Regions from separate parts of the Mus musculus genome. Here region 2 is linked to region 1. Evidence: chromatin contacts called from public Hi-C data. All regions are on one chromosome and are shown on one strand. The core of a region is the stretch at or near the end of the contact, and the rest is flanking DNA. Distances in the headings are between cores, read along the strand shown. Region 1 overlaps Tfap2b (transcription factor AP-2 beta). Region 2 has its middle 180 kb from the start of Gm32651.

What was found. Hi-C and Micro-C count contacts between places; a contact is called where the count stands out from the background.
Region 2: a Hi-C map of the N1E-115 cell line shows a contact between it and region 1, with 3 times the contacts expected there. The contact joins two enhancer-like sites. A contact is called at or near these places in 3 of 39 promoter capture datasets (the HPC-7 cell line, cranial neural crest and embryonic stem cells), 8 of 484 Hi-C or Micro-C datasets (the AML12 cell line, the N1E-115 cell line, cortical neurons and 4 more) and 8 of 115 datasets of contacts at active chromatin or transcription factors (a beta-TC-6 cell line, craniofacial prominence, embryonic forebrain and 5 more).

What each region holds. Positions count from the first base shown.
Region 1 is chr1:19,222,364-19,227,041 of GRCm38.p6, reverse strand. Tfap2b (transcription factor AP-2 beta) reads right to left here. Exons shown (of 7, transcript NM_009334.3): 4 at 387-606. Among named protein-coding and RNA genes, the nearest start is that of Tfap2b, 16 kb to the right of the region's middle. Within about 2 kb of position 1,886, at least 3 of the 459 cell types and tissues checked have an H3K27ac peak or open chromatin away from gene starts, as enhancers often do. A contact at or near this core is called in the N1E-115 cell line, where this site is marked.
Region 2 is chr1:19,784,452-19,789,213 of GRCm38.p6, reverse strand. No RefSeq gene overlaps it. Among named protein-coding and RNA genes, the nearest start is that of Gm32651, 180 kb to the right of the region's middle. Within about 2 kb of position 2,048, at least 2 of the 459 cell types and tissues checked have an H3K27ac peak or open chromatin away from gene starts, as enhancers often do. A contact at or near this core is called in the N1E-115 cell line, where this site is marked.

The DNA of each region.
Region 1 (4,678 bases), core at 637-3,136:
CTAGGTTCTGGCTTGAACTCTGGCTAATGCCACCGCAGAGAGTTTATATGGTTGGGAGCCTTGCACTGACAAGAGAGTGAAAGGATTCCAATCCCGAATTTTTTTAGGAGGGTTGCGCATGCGCAGTGTAGCCTGGCACGAGTAGGGCTTTGGTTGCAGACTTAACACAGCACTAGAACCCCAGACTCCCAGCCTCAACCTTCCTGCCACTTGGTACTGGGGATTCACTTAAACTCCGGGTTGCTAAGCAACTGCGTCAAACCTTCTTCCTCAATTTCCACCACCCTCCTCCACTAATAGAATCCTGTGTGTATGTGTGTGTGTGTGTGTGTGTGTGTGTGTGTGTGTGTGTGTGTAGTTTTTGTTGTTTGTTTTATTTTGTTTACCTTCTGAGGACGCCGCCCAGGAGAGATGCATTGAGGCATTCAGGGGGCGAGAGCCTTCTCTGAACTTCGCCCACAGTGACTTTGTACTTTGAAGTTGAACTGAGTAGAGATAAACGGCCCGGGACTGAGCAAAATACCTCGCCGGTGTTGACTGACATTCCTCCCAAGAAGCCATCTTTATTCATCATTAGAGAAGTCACAGATTTGGGAGGGACAGGAACTAGGGAGAGATGGAGAAAGGGAAAAAAAGTTTCCATAAAGGTGACCAGGCTTCATTAACACTACCGAGGGTTGATAGGACAGCACAAGTCATCTGGGAAAACCAACCCCCCCCCACCCCACCCCCACCCCACCCCACCCCCGGCAGCCACCAAGTGGAAAGAGTAGAGCGAGCAGCTAATCCAGTACTTCCCAAACTGTATTGCGTTCATTGCTGTGAACTGACCCAAATGTCAGCATTCCTATGGAAACTTACCCCAGACCAGAGGACATGTGAGAGTCGCTTGCCATAGCCCAGTTAGACCTTGACTATTGGCTCACGCTGTGAACCTAGGCAAAGCCTAATTTGTCACGTGCGTGCTTCTTGTGCTACCATGGACACCTAGCAGAGATCCTGATTGCAGTTTCCTCCAAGGTCCTCCCCAGGATAACACTATCTCATCTGGTACTTGAGGGTGAAGTTTTCTGAGATAAACGTTGAATCCAATGATCTTTATGGAAATTCCTCCTCTCTGACTGGACCCAAACTTGTCTAAAGTAAAGAACATCACTGAAGATGGGGTGCACGTGGGGGTTGGCGGAGGAGGGAGGAATAAGAGCTGCTTCTTGCTATTTAGTGAGCCCCACCCACCCCACCTCCCAATCCCCCCCACACAAAACAAGAGCAGGATCCGTTTAGAGATGTACCCAAATGCTCATCTCCAGTAAGAGCAAAGCAGTGACATGAATTTTGTTTACAAATTAAGGCACCGGCTGCTGATTGTTTAGAACGGTTATGATTTACAACAGGTGCCCCGATCAATCAGCCAATCACTGTAATTCAGATGAGCGGTGGCGGTCTTGCCTTGCCCTAGTTCTTTCGTTTCAGCAAGTAATTGATAACAAACCACACTCAAGGTATGTTTTATGCAGAAGTTAATAAGAGCTGACAGCTAGTTGCCACTGCGCCCCTGGTGCAGTCAGCCTCTGCAGTTTGTGTTTCTGTTTAATTGTGTTTCCGTGTCATCCGTATGTCAGGACTAGGCTGAGCTAGGTGGAAGGCTGCGGGAATGAGAACCGGGAGAACAGCGTCCTGAAAGTCTCCCCCTTTGAACTTCTCCCTATTTCCCATACAAGTTAACTTCTTCCGTGGAGAACACATTGAAGTATATATTTAGAATAGGAGAAAAAAATCAACTTCGACTTGTACTTTTCTCATAATGGCTAATCTCACCCTATCAATATGGCTGGGAAAGACACACTCTCTACCACATGGGCACCAGAATTTTAGGGGAAAAGAGTAAAACTTCTGTTCTACAGGACAAATAACACAGTGCGACATCTCTTTGGGTTGGCTCTTTACAGCACAGATTTCAGCATTCAGACTCCATGGTTGTTGAGAGATTTCCAAAAGTTAGGTGTTTATTAATGTACTTGGGTGTTTTACAAAACCTTTCCAAAACAGCTTTCTTTAAGGGAGTTGATTTAGACACTAAAGCATTCCCTTTGACCACTTCTTGATATAGATGTAGAATTTCAGGACCTATTGTTGATGTCCAGGACCTGTTTGTTCTGGTTGGAGGAATTGTATTAGAAAACTGGGGACATCTTTTGCACTGCCATGAGTAAGGACAAGGTACAAAGGGGATTTTGATTTTTCTGGACACTTATATTTTCATTAGGGACTGCTTCACATTTGAGACCAAAGCAGCAAAATGTCAAAGTATTTTCACCAGACATGAGTGATAACGGTGATTGTAAGTCTCTTTGAAAATGGTTGATTGGGATGGAGACATTTAATACTTGTACACAGTATCCACATGCACTCTTGTCTTCTTCCAGAACATTCTTGATATTTATATTTCCTATTTATATTAAACTCTTTACATATAATTTATACTAATAGCAAGTGTCGTGACATCAGCTTGGGAAAGAGTTCCCCTAAATAAGATAGCTCTTTGCAGTTTCCATAGAAGAGCTAAAGAAATAAATTATGTAAAAGATCTCATCAATGATACTTTGTTTAGCATTGCTTAGAATATTTTAATAACAGAACAAACCCAACAAACTGACAGTTGTATTATGCTTACAGTAGGGTTTTTTTTCTGGCTTTCTGATTCCCAGATGCCAAATTTCTTGAAAACTTAGGCTTTCAGAGAGACTTTATACCCTGTTCTTGAACTGTACTATTGCTGACAGCCTGATTCAGCTGGTAGGAGCCAATTCCTTTAAGGAGAGTATGTTAGTCCCTCCACTGGGCTGTGTCTCTCTGCATGTACATATAAAAATGCATGTGTCTACACTTCCATCTTAGCAAGCTCACCCCCACTATACTCCTCCCCAAACCTCACAAGGTGAACAGAAATGTTTTAAATTATATTTCCATTTTGTATCAAAATCACCTTCTTGCATTCTATCCTGTATCTGCAGGTTCTAACATCAGCTCACGCTCCTTACCCTTGGCCCAGCTTGGAGCCCCAAGACCAGACCCTACATATTTCTCTTTCCAGCTTTCCTTCTGGTCCATAGCTTGCTAATCATCTTACCTTCCTCTCACCCTCACACCTGCTTAGCTCAGCTGATTAACCTAGTATTTTATTCCCTTCTGCTTTTTTCCAGCTTATCAATAAACTCAGAGAGCAACAGGGCCCAGTTGATCTGTTAGTAATTATGAGCACACTGTTCCTGCTCATGGAACCTGAGATGACTGAGATAGGTTTAAAGCGACAGCAGGAAAATGCTGAGGAGACAGAGCATAGCAAGACTCAGCATGAAGCCTTTGGTTCTTTATGTGTTTACAATTTTCTGTGCATACATTAAAAAGTGAGCTCTCAGTTGGATGGGAAAGCTAGCTTCTTGATGTGCGCGTGCACACGTGTGCATACACACACACACACACACACACACACACACACACACACACACACACAGGAAAACTCATTCCTTTCCTTTTCCCATAAATTATTCCAAAAGAGAAAAAAAATACATAAATAGATTAGGATTTTCTGGCAGTGAGTGAAGTTTTAAGAAAAGGAGGGAAAATTAGAGGAAATATTACTCAGTAGTAGGCTATATAGAGATCAATGGGCTAGGGTTTCATTCTCTTTTAAACAATTAACTTCAGGGTGAAACAGCAAATTTGGGGAACCATATTTGACAATCCCTGTGTGGGAAAGAGGGGGAGAGAGTAGACCTGCCTCACATAGTAAAGGGTTAAGTCTCACTGAAAGAAACTGACAAATGTGGGTGCTGCACAGGGAAGCAACCCAGAAAGTTAATGCTTTGAAAAGAGAAATCAGGGACGCTATTCCTCAGATTTGCATCTGTTCATGTCTACCTCTTATATAAACTTTATTCCACATGTTCAGCAGGTGTATATACATTTGGACACTGAAATTCTGGTAAGAACACATACATACACACACCAGAATATGTGTAGCATACCCCCCCCCCATGAAAAGTGTTGGCATTCTTTAATGACAGAATCTGGGAACCTGAAACTTGACTAGGGTCTCATCATGTTTTTAACTTGTCATCTGACCTTGAGAAAGTCATTTATCTTCTCCAGTCTGTGCAGTTGCAGGTTCCCACACTTGGGCCAGTGAAAAGGACTGTCTAACCTTTAGAGTTTTGAATTCTATGGCTTCTGACTATTCCTGGTATAAATTTATATGTCTGTCTCTCTGTCTCTGTCTCTCTGTCTCTCTGTCTCTCTATCTCTCTGTCTCTGTCTCTGTCTCTGTCTCTGTCTCTCTCTCTCTGGAAAGGCAAAGTTATTGAGAGGAAACACACACCTTATAGGTCTGACTGACTCAGACTCCTGGGGCAAAATTCCTTCTAGGCAAGAAGGAAGAATCTCAAAAGAAGCCACTAGAATTGAGATTAGGCATTTTTTTTTTTTTTTACTCCTCCTCCTCTTCTCTAAGAAAACCCACACCAAAGTATTTGTGTGGGGAAGGGGCCAGAACTAACGGGGAAAACATGAAAAACATGGAGGTTGAACTGAAACTAACCAAACAGGATATTCCTAAGACCAATAATAATAATTAATAATAATAATAATAATGATAATAATAATAATACCCCAGAGTCAC
Region 2 (4,762 bases), core at 799-3,298, 560 kb before region 1:
AGCTTTACATCTACATGTAGGATGCCATGCTCATTTTCCCTGGTCCACATCTAGATTTGTGCAAATCTTTTGAAAATACTGGGCTTAAACTCTAGAGGCTTGATAATTTCCAACAAATAATTTATTAATTAGCAAATAGTCAACCTATGTATTACTTTTATTAATGGCATGTATTCCAACCCTTAAGAATATCTAAATCTGGTTAAGTGGGAGATATCTGATATTTTGAAAATCTGTTTTTTATCTCATATAAATGTTTTTATTATGTTTCATTTTATTCTGTGTACTAACAGTTGAAAATAAGAGGGTCTCACAAGCCTTTTGGTTTTAATCAGTAGTCACAATTATATTCATTATCATGTGCTTTGAAAGTTGATAGTTAACATGTGTTCTTAAAGTTATTAAACCTATCCCACTTAACCACACTTTAAAAATCATCTAGTAGCTATCCTCAAAGGTTTCAACTAAAACACCAGAAGTTTCAGGTGAGAAAAAGCTACCCTTCAATGCTGCCACTCTTTAGGTGACAGATACACTCTCAAAACACTTCATTATGATTTCATTTGCCATTCCTTCTTGCAAATGTTTTTAGCCCTCGTACATTTGCAAATGAGCCCTCTGAGAAAATACTTAACTATGAGTCATACTGCAGAGTCATCTGGAGTAAACACTACATTCAATTTGACTTAATTAAACATCAAATGCATTGTTTATAACATGCAGCCAGGTAAGTGAGAAAGGCAGAAACCAACACAAAATGATAGATGATCCTTTCGAGTAACAATTTTCACTTTTCTTTATTTAAACTTGGATGTGACTTAACTGTATGCCTTAAGAAGCCAGAACCAACAAAACCACAGAAGTTTATAAGGTGGAAGTGTAAAACTATGCAAGCATCATTATATTAGAGTTGTAGGATATAGTACTTTAAATATCTCTTCTATCAGATCTCTTACACAAGTCAATTTGATTTTGTCAGTCACTATCTGTGTCTGTTTATACAAGTTGCTTCATGGTCATTTTTTGTTCTTCTGGGTTTGTGATACAAAACTCTTTGCCCCAATAATCCTTCAGTATTAAGTCTTCCCTTATCCTGAGTGTAAATGAGATGATATGAACACTAGCTGTTACACCAGCAACTTGAGGAACTGTGTCTCAGTACTTTGTGGAGGGACTTGGATTCAGTACTTTATGAGTTACCCACACAGGACAAGAAAACAGTTGGGCATATGATGCATCCTGTTTTGAGTCTGCCAAACTTCCATGATTACTTCTGCAAACTTAGACAATGAAACACAGATGAAAACCACTTAATTGTCATAAATGAGAAGAAAGGTAGCAGTGGGAAGACATAGAAAGAGGGAGAAGTCTGTAGCCTAGACAAATCTCTAGTAATGTAGCTGTGGAAACATTATTTGCTATCAAGTCTTTTGCATCCTTCTTTGTCCAGAAAATAAGAGCAGTCATCATTTGTCTCACTTGCATAGAATATCAGTTTAAGAAAAGCCCAGATCTAGTATATAAAGAATGTAAGAGTCTAAGACATCCAGTGACCAGTGAAAGGAGCTGAGTTAGAGTTGCCTTTCAGCTTTGGATTTAGATCCAACACAAATATACTCAGGACTGTAACCAAAAGAAATGTGTCTCTTCTCTCCTTTCTCCATCTCACACCCACTTTCACTTTCCAGTTTCATTCACGATTACAATGTGGGTCACTGCTACTCTCAAATCAGCCTGACTTTCATGCACTCCCTTCAAGGTTTATACTTAATAAAATCCCTGTCTATAAATTGAGAGTAAATTCTAGGATTTCCTAAATCCCCAATGTTAAATCAGTCGGTCTCTGTTTCTGTTGGGCTTGAATGTCCTTAGCCACGGTTTTAAACCTTGTATTTTCTGATTCTATTAGAAGTGGAAATGCCTTAGATTTCTCTGTCATTCTCCCAGATGTAGCATATGATTCATTCTGCAGATAAGATGTTCTTGGGAGAAAACCAGAGGTGACTCTTGCTGTCAAACAAAATCTTTGTCAGTATTGAAATGAGAACTAATTTGACTTAATCTAAGTTGACATGGATAAGAAGAGCTCAGTGCTAGAAAAGAATCCAGTGGTAAGGGGAAGGGGCGGGGGGTGATACAAAATATGAAAAACCCATTCATGGTGTCATGGTATCTATAAATCACTGGGAAATAATAACCAAAGAGTCATCAAAAGTAGAATCACATGAAGTTGTTTTCTGATTATGGCTGAGGAGAGGGCAGTGTCTTAGTGCATATTTTTTATAGTCATTGCTCGTCTGGATGAAAGACACTTTCCCTTTCAGAATCAAGATGAGTGGCTGCAGAGCACCTAACACACTTCCCACACACAAATTATCACATCAGTTTATAAATAATTCTCTACAGTTTATTTTCTGTGGTCCTTTTCCAGAACATAGGCAGCATCCCTTCACTTCATCGTGGGTGGCTTATTATATTGCTGGCTACGTTCCCATGGTGTGAGTAAGGAAATGCTATTTAATGATAATTGACATTGTTATGGCAAATGTTTTGATTAGTATCATAATCAAGATCTTGGGTTACAAGATTATCATTATTATTCTCATTTCATCTTGATAACAAGATGGGCCACTTGGTGATCCCAAAGACCTGCTCACTTAACCATTGATTGCCGTTTGTAAAGTCAGAGTTATACAGTATATGATAGAACTTAGACAATGTTGTGGTAGAGTAGGGTAACCAACTCTTTGGTTTATATTATGGGAAATGCATCACTCTCAGGCAAACTGGGACAGTGGGATGTCTTAAGTGATGGGGTGAAACAGGAGTTCTTAGGAGTCTGGATCAAAGCCAAACCTGCCACCATTTAATGACATCTGAATCTCCAAATCTCATATATCATAATTTGCTTATTTTTAATCTTTTAAAACTACTCTAGTGACTCTTCTGAGAAAGGGTCAAACATATGTCTTGGGAATGTACTACATTTTCCTAAATGCTCCCCCAATGCCTGGGCATAAGCCTATGTTAAAACCCATTTTTTTTTTTTTTTGTAGATCTTAACTTTGCTTCATTAAAAATAAAACTGCTTTAATGACAATACTTGAGTGTCTTTTAAAAGTGATACTATATACATCAATCATATCCTTCTCTTTTGATTTTGCATGTCATCAGGCCAAGCAGACAAGCTCATTATCTCATGAGCTCTGGACTGTCAGTAGTTGAGATTTAATATCATTAGACATCATGCATTAAGACAATGCTTAAAGTTCTGGCCACACATTTGCAATGCTTACTATTTGCTCAAGGAAAGGTTATTGTCTCTGTTCAGAGCTCTGACACCAAAGAGAAGGTTCTGGGTTAGTTTCATCTTCATCATACACTTATCTTGTGGCTGTGGAGTTTATTATGTAACTTTCACAGATTTGCTTTAAAAAAAAAGTTAATTCTAGTAAAACCTATTTAGTAGGTTTTCAGATAATTAAATAATGTGTAAACATATGAATGAATATATAAATACCATCTAAAAGTACATTTAAAATTATGTACCATTGACATTGATGAAAATGTAGAATACTATAAGCCTAAAAATAAAAACTAACCTACACTTCTTTACTTGCTTATCCAGCAAATGGTCTTTATGGCAGGAAGCATCGGGAGAGGCTGAAGGAAGACCAATTCTAAGGTGTTGGGGCGATTGTTAGTAAACAGAGTTCTGTGAACACTGCAAATGCCATCTAAATAAGAGGGTGTTTTCCTTCACTGGTGGGCATAAAAATTGCCCTAAGCCGGTAATAAAATTATCTATAATAAATTCATACCCAAAGATTCTGGGTAACTCCAGAAAGACAGTGATTCTCAAGTTTATTTTAACAAGTGAACTGCTGACTCAGAAGTTTGGTGTAGGGCCTACATGTTAAGTAACATACTGTTTCTCTCAGTGTCCGTTAGTCTCATGAAAGAAGAAAAGACAATTGGATGTTACTAGGAAGATTTTAGACAGAAATGGGAGTTGCATGAATAACTTAGAATAGTGATGAGCACAGAAGTACCTTGTGTGGCAAGTATGATGCTAAGCACTATACAGATTCTCCATGCCGTTATTACAAGAATATTCAGCACTGGGTAATTCATAAATAATATTTCTTCCCTATGGTTCTGGAGGGTAGAAAGTACAAGATCAAAGAGCTAACAAACTCTGAGTCTGGTAAGACTGTATTGTTGCTTCCAGAGATGACAGAGGAGCAGGAGGCCCCAGCAGGCTTGCCTCAACCTCTGTTGCATTATAAGTTCACTACTCATCAAAGAAAGGAGATTATTTTTGATTTAATCACTTCACTAAAAGTGAAAGCTTTTAGCTCTTTGAGAATATCATAGTGTCCATGTGGTATTTTGTCCTTATTAACCCTCCTCTTCTAATTCTTCCTTGTTCCACACCTACCTTGCACCTCCAAGTCCAAGTCTATAAAACCATGGAGGTGAGGCATCTATCCGAGCATGGTAGGTCAACCTGTAAGGAACCACACCCCAAAAGAATACTATCTCTTCCCCACCCCCACTCCAAGCAACTATCAAACCAAGGCTAGGGGTGGGGCTGGGGAACCCCTTCTCCCTCTGTGCTAGAATGTTAACTGCCTCTATCTTGATCAAGTGAGTAGAGCTACAGTGCATACAGCTGCTCTGTCATGTCCAGAGGATACTGCATCAGGCATTGGGTTCCAGGGTATTTTGGAAGGACACACACCTTCCAACTATGGGAAAA